Linked DNA regions of Mus musculus: region 2 is linked to region 1. The links are chromatin contacts, called in public HiChIP or PLAC-seq maps. All regions are on one chromosome and are shown on one strand. Each heading gives the region's core, a stretch centred on a gene start, on an enhancer-like site or on the middle of the called end of the contact. The rest is flanking DNA. Distances are from core to core; before and after follow the strand shown.

Region 1 (5,595 bases), core at 2,124-4,623:
CTTCCTTTCTAGACCATTTCTTTGGGGCTGGGGGATGGAGGTGCAAGGGGAGAGAGAGGTTGTCATACAAGTCTTCTATGTCTCTCATTCTCAACTGCGAGTCTGCAGCCATCACCACCACTGCAAAAGAAGCTTCCTTGTCCTTTTACAGTCAGCAGCAGCAGCACTGACCATGGACTTCACATAGTTTCTGGCTATGGCATGGACCACAGACATCAACCTGACCCAGGCTGCTGCTGGGCCATGGACACCAACATGGCTTCTAGTGGCAGCACAGACCACAGACATCCACATGGCCCCCTAGCCTCAAAACAGGATCAAGGACACCAACATGGCCCTTGTGGTAGCATGGACCACTGAAGTGGAAACTTAAGGGTTCTTTATAAAGTCGGTTACATGTTGTTTCGCTGGGGCAAACACATGAAGGAATGTTTAGCTGATGTGCACACAATTGAAAGACTTAAGGCAGACCGGTGAAGTAATGTTTTGCTCAAGCAGACACAGGAGAAAGGATGTTCTGCTAAAACAAGCATGTGAAAGGACATGTGATGAAGGATCCTTTGCTAACAACACACATATATTGGTCTGTCTTACACTGTGTAGTTGAGCTGCATTTGTTGGGACTCCATAGAGGGAAAGGGACCAAAAAACTTCTGGTGGTGTGCTGCAATTTCTTGCTGCTTCTGTGGACTGGGTCTGATTGGCACAGTGATGTCAGTTGAGACAGACGCACGTGCTGAGGCAAGACCTGTGCTGAGTGGTAAGACCCGTGGCGGAGACGGATGTTTGGAGTGTATAAATATGACTCGACAGTGAGGGAGGCTGAGCTTGGCTTGCTGATAGAGCTAGCTGTGCAATGCTTATGATCTCAAGTCTTTGCTGATCTTTGCTTCTCTGAGAGAGGCATAGCTAAGAACTTCTGGCATCCCTCCTGCTGACTTGAGCCGAGGCTGAGGGCTGGCTATTTCTGCTAGGTGGTGCCACTGCTGCTGATTCGTGTTTGGTATCCCGACTCTACTGAACTGAACTGCTGGTGTGAAGTGTTTGCCACTGCTAACCTGTGAACTGAACTGCTGATTTCCAGACAACATAGACGGGAGGAGTTGCTCCAAAGAACTATTTCTAAACAGGTCCACCTCTGGTGGGTGATAGGCTACAAGGGAAGTTAAAGCATTTTAGAATCATCATTAAAAATAAGTTTTGATAATAGCCCATTTGAAATATGGGTTTGAAAGAACCCAGATATCCCTCAACAAAGGAATGGATACAGAAAATATGGTACATTTATTTACACAATGGAGTACTACTCAGCAATTTAAAACAATGAATTTATGAAATTCTTAGGCAAATGGATGGATCTGGAGGATATCATCCTGAGTGAGGTAACCCAATCACAAAAGAACTCACTTGACATGCACTCACTGATAAGTAGATATTAGCCCAGAAACTTAAGACTACCCAAGATACAATTTGCAAAACACATGAAACTCAAGTTCAGAGCTAAGACGGAAGGAAAGACCATCCAGAGACTGCTTCACCTGGGGGATCCGTCCCATATACAACCACCAAACTCAGACACTATTGCATATGCCAGCAAGATTTTGCTGACAGGACCCTGATATAGCTATCTCTTGTGAGGCTATGCCAGTGCCTGGCAAATACATGCTCACAGTGGATGTTCTGTTTAGTTGGTATCCATCCTCTATTGGATGGAACACAAGGCCCCTAAAGAAGGAGCTAGAGAAAGTACCCAAGAAGCTAAAGGGGTCGGCAACCCTATAGGAGGATCAACAATATGAACTAACCAGTACCCCCAGAGCTTGTGTCTCTAGCTGCATATGTAGCAGAGGATGGCCTAGTCGGCCATTATTGGGAGGAGAGGCCCTTGGTCTTGCAAAGATCAAATGTCCCAGTACAGGGGAATGCCAGGGCCAGGAAGTGGGAGTGGGTAGGTAAGGGAGCAGGGTGGGGGGAGGGTATAGGGGACTTTCGGGATAGCATTTGAAATGTAAATGAAGAAAATATCTAATAAAAAATGAAAAAAAGAGTTTTGAAATAAATTAAAGTTTCAGACCATGGACATCAACATGCCCTTGGGAGTAACATGGATCACAGAGATAAAGGTAGAGCCCCTTAAATGCAGAGCAGAGTCCTGCACAAGCAACATGTCATGTAGTCCATATCTATTGAATTACCATCATTTCCCATCCCAAATCCAATAATATCAAACAGGAACTGGCCACCCAGCATCCTTCCTTATATGGCATCTGAGCCTGGGTCATGTTCTCTGCCTCCCCCAAACCCCATCACTGTCTCAGTGACCCCCTCACCTCTGGGAAACATCTAAATGAGTGGTGTGTTCTAAGATGTTCGTGTCCAAAAATGCTCCTCTTGATGTTGCATTGGCTAGGGAAGCACGAGTTGAAGGGCAGTCTCCTTGGACTTTCAGAGCATCGCTCCACGGTCCTACTCCTCCTACCACGTCTGTTAAGATCTAAGCTGTCCTCACTCCTGGTCATTTACAGGGGCATCTCTTCCCTCTTGAAAGCCTTCAAAAGCATTTTTTTTTTCACAATAATATGCCTCGAAACTATTTCTCCTACAATGTTGGTACATTCTTTTACAATCTAGGTCCTTTCTACTAGAAAGATCTTGTATTATTTCTTCCTAATCCCCTCCCTACTGTTCTCTTTTTATAGAATGCCTGCTCTGTATATGAATGGTGGGCCTTCCAATTCCAAGGCACACTTCTAATTTGTTTTTATTTATATTCATTCTTATATTCCTCTCCCTTGAGCCTTGCTTTATTTCTGGAAAAATTTCTTCAATTTTATAATTTTTCTTTAGTAGCTGATTTTTAAACATTCAGTAATACATTTTGTGCCACTTAACCAACAGTAAAAGGGTGCTCAGATGACAAGCAGTCACTCTTTTCTTTCAAAGATAGCCATATGATCTAGTGAACTGTTTTTGTCAACTATAACATATCCAAACTGAAGGCTTTTCTGCTTTAAAGGTTTCCTTATACGTGATCTATGGGTGAGAAGTCATATTTTGTATTAAAGGTAGCTCAGTTCCAAATACACTGCAGGGCTTGAACACAATCTGTGAGTATACTGGGATTAACTGTCTTGTACATGTTACATCCCAAGCCCTTGAGTATAGAGGCTCACTATGCAGCCAGTGCTGAACCATAACTCCCACCACACTGGGCCTTCCACTTCCCTTGATGGGAATGGACATCGGTATTTTACAAGCTCTATCATTAGCTCCACCTATTAGAATGTATGATTTGTATATTAGACCTTCTTGTGCATAACTCAGGCAGATCTTTGATGTTCTTTTCTACCTGCCAGAGATAGGATTAAATCCCTGACTAGTCAGCACCTAGAGGACTAAAAGCTGAGCAACAGGAAAAACACACCTGTCACTGCTGTTACATGCATTCAGTAAATCAATAAAAACATTAATGTCATACAAGGATTTATCACAAGTGAATTAAGGAGGAGATATCACTGAATGAGAAACTTCTGAGGCTTAGACTAAAAATCTACCTCTTCTATGTATTAGTCACTTGTGAGGAACCATTGGTGCTATCCCCATTTCCAAACTGCAACAGCCCTTGAAGGAAAAAATATACTATTATCACCAACATTAACTTAAAAGTCCACTTTTTAAGGGCTGGAGAGATAGCTGAGCAGTTAAGAGTACTCACTGTTCTTATAGAGGATCCAAGTTCAGTTCCCAAGCACCCTCACTGGGTGACTAAAATCGCCTTTGACTCCAACTCCAGAGAAATACTCTGCAGGCACCTACACTCGTGTGTACATAGCAAACATAGACATGCATACATACAAATAATTAAAATAAATCTTAAAAAAAGTATTCAAAACATTCCATGTTTAGAATAACAGCTTTGCTCTCCTGCAGGTAGGTATGTAAGCACAAAGAGTCACAATTTTAATCCTTGTCCATGGGAAGAAATAAGCGGCAATAAAGACAGAAACAGGGCCAATCAAGGTTACCTGGAAACTCTTGTCACTGGACTTATGAACTAGATAAGAGGCAGGCCAACTGTGATTACAAGGTTTTTCTAATTAGATCAATGTCCTCAGACTTTTTAATTACTACTGACTTTATCCAATGTCTTCTGCTGCTAGAATTCTTTTCTATAATCTTGATGTGACCCAAGTGTATAGAAATTTTTCAGAAATGTCAGACACAACACAGTACATAGAAACATTTCAGTAATGTTACATTCATATAATCAGAAGTAAATGCAGCATACCTGTGTGCACATAGCCAAATGTTTTTATTTTTTATTACGTGTATGGCTATGTACATGTGAATACAGGTGCCCACAGAGGTCAGAGGAGGCTTCAGATCCCTTGGAGCTGGAGTTACAGATTCTGAAACCCCAGATATCACTAGCATAGGCAGCAGCAGCTCATGCCCTTCCTGAGCTATCAAAAGTCGCATCAGGGCTTTTGCTTCCTTCCTGTCTTTGTACCCTATGCTATAATGTCAACCGGTAACAACCAGGAATGAACATGTTTGTACACAGAACTGAAGCAAACAGTTCACTGATAGTTAAGCCCACTCAATAGTCAAAGTTGTGAAAATTCATGTGATAATCCCACATGGAAAGACAAAGGGTTTCACAAATATCACTCTACAGTCGGCCTCAGAAGGACCCACCAATAAGACATGGTATCTTGTCTCCTAGCACTTTATTGCCAGCAGTAGAACGGTAACATCTACAGATTTGGGAGTGAAGTTACCTACGTTCTGAATACCTAGATTCTGAAATCAAATTTTCATGGTTCTATTTCAATTATAGAATTTGTATAAAAAATGGAATCAGACTATGATATAGATTTTTAAAAAGTTGTTCTATTACATCAAAATAAGTCACCTACACAAGTCACCTATACAAAGTAACTTAAAATGATTTAGGGTATTTCCTCTTTGTGTTTACCATGAAAGAATAAAAAATATAAACATTGATGCAAAAATACTAAATAAAATATCCGAAGACTGAATGGAAGAACACATAAAAAAGATCATCCTCCATGATCAAGTAGGCTTCATCCCCGAGATGCAGGGATGGTTCAACATATAAAAATCAGTCAATGTAATCCACCATATAAACAAACTGAAAGAAAAAAGCCCACATGCTCATCTTATAAGATGCTGAAAGAGCCTTTAACAAAATCCAACATCCCTTCATGAAAAAAGTACTGGAAAGATTAAGAATACAAGGGTCATAGCTAAATATAGTAAAGGTAAGCCTATAACCAACACCAAATTAAATGAAGAGAAACTCAAAGCAATTCCACTAAAATCAGGAACAAGACAAAGCTGCCCATTTTCTCTATCTCTATTCAAAATAGTCCTTCAAGTTCTAGCTAGAGCAATAAGACAACTAACTAATAGAGATCAAGGGGACACAAATAGGAATGGATGAAGTCGAAGTATCGCTATTTGCAGATGATATGATAGTATACATTGGTGACCCCAAAGATCCTACCAGGGAACTCCTACAGCTAATAAACACTTTTTGCAAAGTAGCTGGATACAAGACTAACTAAAATA
Region 2 (5,595 bases), core at 866-3,365, 38 kb after region 1:
AAATGTCAAATGTTTCTTCCTCAATCTTACTACCACATTTTTTGAGACAAGGTCTCTCACTCTAGAGTTTGCCAATTCAGCTAGGTTGGCTGGCTGGCCCACAAGCCCCAGAGATGACAGGAGTTAGCCATAATGCCTGATTTTTTAATGTGGATGCTAGAGATACAAACTTGAGTCTTAATGCTAACATGGCAAACACTTTACCACACAGGCCATCTTCCTAGTCTTTGGGTTAGTTTAAATACAAAACATTAATAATCCATCTATGAAATCTTGGGACAGAAGGAACTCCAAATTAAGTCACACCGCTTCACATTTTCCCAGGCCCTTGGTTAAAGGGATGGATACACCCCTTATGTGAAACCACCTGCTCTGGTTGGCATAAACCAGGCTACATGACAACTCATGCCTAATCATTTTATCATACACACATCTCAAATCCTTCTGTTGCCAGAGAACCACAAAGTTCACAAAAAACTCTCTCAGAGGCTGCCAACCTGATCTTCCAACTTGGCTTCCAACTAAACTACTGTGCTACCCACAGTGAATGAGACAGACCCGCTCACTCCCTTACAATAAGTCAAGCACTCAGAGCTCTGAAAGAAAGCATGGTGTCTGTCCAGACTTTTCCAAAAGCACCATAAGCAGATCCCCATGGAGTATGCCAATATGAGGGCCTACTGGCATGGTATTCTTATATACCATTTGGGAAATAATCAAATCCTAGGCAAAATATTTCAGACACTCTTGAAAACTGTCAATATTTAAAATATCTATTTTCTCTGTTCATGGATCTGTTACAGCAGAAATGAACAGTTTCTTGAGGGGTGGCAAAAAAGGCACAAACAAGCCCCGGAGAAAGATGCTCAGAGATGCCAGAGACTCTCTAGAAACCTTGGCCAGATTACTAATGGTCTATAAAGCCTAATTTGGAGAACACGGGCCTACGAGCTCAAAATTGAATTATACTGCCTTATTAGATCCCACACTCGTGAAACCACAGTCATATTAGTCATAACTGAAACTAGGAATACTCTATGTACACAAATATAAAGTGCATGCTTATGCATTTTTAATTGGATCAAATAAAACTGAAGCTGCAAACAAACTCACATTTCAATTATCTCACTAGTGCGGGGATTTCCTAATAACCTCGTTTTAAAACCCAAGGAGCTGCCAACCCCTCTCCACATCTGACAGGCATGGTCCCTGGAAATTTTAGGAAGGACATTCCTCCGTTACTTCTCAACAGAGAAGAGAAATAAATACCCTGAAGGAAACAGATTTTTTTCTTTTTTTTTTTTTCATATTCCCTCTCTCTAATTTCTTTGCAAGCTCTAACATGCAATCTAATAACGCACCAAACTTGGCAGCGGGGTAGCTTGGTGGCTTGGAGTCTTGAGGGCTCAAATTTTCGGGGGCGAGTGCGCGTTAGTGCGTGAGGAGCCGGCCGGAGGGGCGCGCGACCCGGGGACGCGCCGGGGCCCCCGCCCCCTCCCGGAGCAGCAGCCTGGCACCGGCCCACCCTCCTCCACCCCTGCAAACAGACGCAGGACGCGGAGCGGAGCAACTTCTCCGCGGGGGCGGTAGCGGCTGGCGGGCGCGGGGGTGGCCCTCACGCGCCGTGGGCCGCCGGGGTCCCCTGGGAAGCCTTGGCAGGCCCCGCCCCGCCGCAAAGGCCCGCGCTTGGGGTCTGAAGCAGGACCCCAAGCCTGGGCGCGTGGCCCCGCAGTGGCGCTCTCCCAAGGACGGAGGGCGGGCGGCCAGAGCGCGCGGCAGCCGGGAGGGGCGGACGCCAAACCCCTCGCCTCAGGCCTCGGGGCCCTCGGCCTGGCCGAACGCCCGCGGCCGCGCTCGGACCCCTGCCCGGCCGGGCCTCGCGCCGCCGCGGCCCCTCAGCCCCGCTCCATTCATAGGGCAGCCCCATCCCGGCCAGCGGGGCGGAGACAGGGTCCCCGCGGGCAAGCCCAGCTTGTCGGGGCCAGGCAGGAAAATAAAAAGTTAAGAGAAGAACTTACCTAAAATGGCTCCTGCAGCAGCCAAAATACAAACAGCTATTATTTGGTGAAGTTTAGCTCAGACACCCTGCAAGGACACCCTAACCCAGCTTGGGCCCGCCTTCCCTGCCGCGCTATTGGGTTTCGCCTGCCCAAAACACAGGTTCATTGGTCGTGTGGGCTGCCGATCAGACAGAAGCCCGTTTCAAGCTTGCTTGCAGGAGCGAGTGATGGGCTTGCTCCATTGTGCTCGTATTTGCATGGATGTGATCGCAGCGGTGATTGGTCGATGTCGGAGCCGCTCCGCCTCCCAGCCTAGATCTCCCCGCCTTGCAGACAGCGCAGCTCCCGGCCCGCCCCCCCGGAATGAAGCGGCCGGGCCGCGGGGGCGGGGCGGGGCTGGGGTCCCGCAGGCGGAGGGGGCGGGGCGGGGTGCTGCGCTCTGTTTTGCAAGCAGGGGGCGAGGACCTGGGCGCTGGCCCGCGGCTGGGGCTCAACCTGCAGGTGGAGGTCTCGCAGGTAGTGGGCAAGCAAGCTGGAAAACCCGGGATTGGCTCTCCGGAGGTGGGAGAAGATGTACTGGGGTCCCACGACGTGAGCGCCCCGCCGGCGCCCAGATCCTGCAACGCGCACTCGAGGAGAGGTGAAGGTCCCAACGGACAGGAAAAAGAAGATGCTGAGAGGCCGAGGGAAGCGAGGAGCCGGGTCGTCAGTCTCCAGCTGCTTATACTGCAGATCCGCCTGGCTCCCTAGCATACTAGGAACGTCTTCCCAGGGCCCTGCACACCCCGGGAGTTTTCCAGCCCTGAGGATCCTGCAGCGCATTGGATATGCTTCAGTAACATCAGGAGTGGAACCATGGTGTGTTTATTTTCGGGCCTATCTCCACTACCATCCTTGTAGCATCCTCAAGGACAGGGCCTAGCATATGACAGAGATTCAACCAATTGTTGTCTTCCGTAATTCGTTTTTTAGCAGCTAATTTTTAAGTGCCCACTAAATACCTGACATTGATCTGAGACGGAGGATGTAGCGGTCAATAGGACAAAGCCCTTGCACTCACCGAACAGGCAAAGGAAAAGCAATAAATAAAATAAATAAATGAACACAGAGGCAGGTAGTGATAAATGCCATAAAGAAAACAGATGGCGGGAGGAAGGACATCAGACCAGAGATGGGGGAGGAACAATTAGGGCAAGGAGGAATTTAGAGCCTATCCTGCCTAGCTAAATATTCCTCATAGCATCCTCCCTACTCTGGGACCTGGTGATCACTTTTCCTCTTCACTCCTGCCTGTCCCATCTGGAGTGTTTCCCCAGTGAATACTTAAATAAAAGAAGAAGAAAAAAAAGTCCAAAACTGGCTGGACTCTGACTTTAAAAGCTCACTTTATCTTAATTAAAGCAGGAATGATCTGAGTCTGATGACTCCAAGAGCAGTTTGTCAGAATTGTTTAGGATGAGGGTGGTATGAGTGTGTCAAGGGTAATCACAATGTTAACAGAGCCTTCCTGTACTCCCTAAGAGAATATGTTTAGCTTCTTAGAAGTCCTGGTTGTCTTATGTCTTTCAGCCAATGGCCCTAATTCTCTTCTGGGTCCTGCTTCTTGTACTAGCTAGTTTTATGCCAACTTGACACAAACTAGAGTCATCAGAGGAGGGAGCCTTGATCAGACTATAGGTAAGCCAGTAGGGCATATTTTTAAATGATTCATGGGGGAGGGCCCAGCCCATTGTGGGCAGTGCCACTCCTAGGCTGGTGGTCCTGGGATCTATAAGAAAACAAGCTGACCAAGTCATAAGGAGCAAGCTAGTAAGCAGCACCCGTCCATGGCCTCTCTATCAGCCCCTGCCTTCTGATTCCTACCCCTTGTGAGTTCCTGCCCTCTCTGCTTTTGGTGAGAAGTGTTACATGGGGCTGTGAGAAACAAAACCCTTTCCTCCTCAAGTTGCTTTTGATCATGGTGTTTCATCACAGTAACAGTAATCCTAGCTAAGGCACTTCTTCATTTCTTGGACTACCCCAGTAATTTGTCTAGTTTGAAAGTGCACATCACATAGCTGTCTCACCTGCCACCTTTTTCCATTTGTTTCAAGGATGGCCACAATGTGTCACAGCCCAAACTTTCTCCTCTTTCCATCTTTCCTTAGCTATTAAGTATCAGCTATGTCTGTAGGTATTGTTTTTATAGATACAAAGATAGAGTATTAAGGCAGACAGCATCCTGGTTCAAAGGGAGGCTTGCAGTCTGGAGACAAGACAGAGAGAAGTACATCCCAAGAATCGCCAATCCTGCCAAGCTGGTAGCTAACTGTCCTTGCTCTGGCCTCTTAAGAGATAGCTTACTTACCTTCCTATCCAGTTTCTGCAACAACTAATGGACCAGAAAGCTGGTAGTCAGACCCAGTCAGCCCAAATACCAGGATCAAGGGTTCTAGAGCTTTCAACAGTACTCAAGGGGGCTGACATCTATGAATTTATTCTGTCCGGGATGAGGCTGAGGAAATAAAAATTGGGCAGAGGAAGAAGCACCATTAAGCAGAGGCATAGAGACTAGAGAGATTGTTGGGGAAGGGCAGGAGCTGGACAGAACGGAAAGGTAGACTTGCCTTGCCTTGCCATTCTCAGAGGCAAGTCAATAGCATAAGACACAAAGACACAATGTGGGGTGGTCAGACAGGGAATCAATAGGAGTCCAGGATGGCTTCACAACCAAATAGAATAGAATGTGTGGGAGCAAAGGAAGTGCCTGAGGCTACATTCAGAAGACAAGATACTGCAGGCCCAGCCATGAAAGAATAGGTCTGCAGAATTGAGAAGCCGACTCTTCAGCACTTTGAAAGCAGCTAGGGCCCTACAGGGCAGCACTCTGGGAAGAGGCAGCAGCTAAGCTGCATTTTGCTGAGTTCTGCCCAGAAGCAGAGGTTGGTTTTGTGCTACAGGAATGAGGTGTGAGTGTAAGGTAGGGATGAAAAGCAAATTCAGAATGACTTTTAGTTTGGCCTGCTCTAAGTGTGGTGGATAGTTTCTGCTCTGAGATTATTCTCTAAGAAGCCATGTAACATGAGTCTCGGCATTGCCTGTGTCGTAGGGAAAGAAAGGAAGTTGACTCACCAGCTCTTCTTTCATTGGGCAGGGATTCACATCAGTTAGTCATGGCTACATCCCAAGCAAGCTTCTGTGGTGTTCCCAAACGCGGTGTCAACAGGGACCCTGGAAGGAGGGCCATGAGCCAAAGCGCTATCAGGGGCCACATGTGTGAAGTCAGATGGCCCACACCCAGAGCCACTTGCCACTGCAGCTGCAAGAAGAGTCAGTTGATACCATGAGGCTATGAAGGCCTAATACAAAGGTGAGAAAAGAAATATAAGAATGCCTGTACCATATAGTAATACATCCATACCCATGGTGTCCCAGGAGAGAAAAAAAATGTTACAACTCAAAACAGTAGCCTCAGAAAGACTTCCTGCACTTCCAGAACTTTCTGATGATAACTCTATAAGGAGGAGGTGGAAGATATTTGGCTGTGTTCTCCTGCCTCCATTCTGTTTCCTCCATTAGAACATGAGCTTCTTCATTGTTCTTGTCTCAAAATCTA

The links. HiChIP or PLAC-seq counts read pairs in DNA pulled down with a chosen protein or histone mark.
Region 2: an H3K4me3 HiChIP or PLAC-seq map of intestinal villus epithelium shows a contact between it and region 1, with 7 read pairs. The contact joins the promoter of Chd6 here to the enhancer-like site in region 1. A contact is called at or near these places in 1 of 39 promoter capture datasets (macrophages), 1 of 484 Hi-C or Micro-C datasets (the HPC-7 cell line), 6 of 115 datasets of contacts at active chromatin or transcription factors (the SCID.adh cell line, embryonic fibroblasts, embryonic stem cells and 1 more) and 3 of 9 other capture datasets (adipose tissue, liver and pancreatic islet).

Annotation. Positions count from the first base shown.
Region 1 is chr2:161,067,943-161,073,537 of GRCm38.p6, forward strand. All of the region lies in intron 1 of Chd6 (chromodomain helicase DNA binding protein 6), which reads right to left. Among named protein-coding and RNA genes, the nearest start is that of Chd6, 38 kb to the right of the region's middle. Within about 2 kb of position 3,374, at least 4 of the 459 cell types and tissues checked have an H3K27ac peak or open chromatin away from gene starts, as enhancers often do. A contact at or near this core is called in intestinal villus epithelium, where this site is marked.
Region 2 is chr2:161,106,971-161,112,565 of GRCm38.p6, forward strand. It overlaps Chd6 (chromodomain helicase DNA binding protein 6), which reads right to left and starts at 2,116. Exons shown (of 37, transcript NM_173368.3): 1 at 2,019-2,116.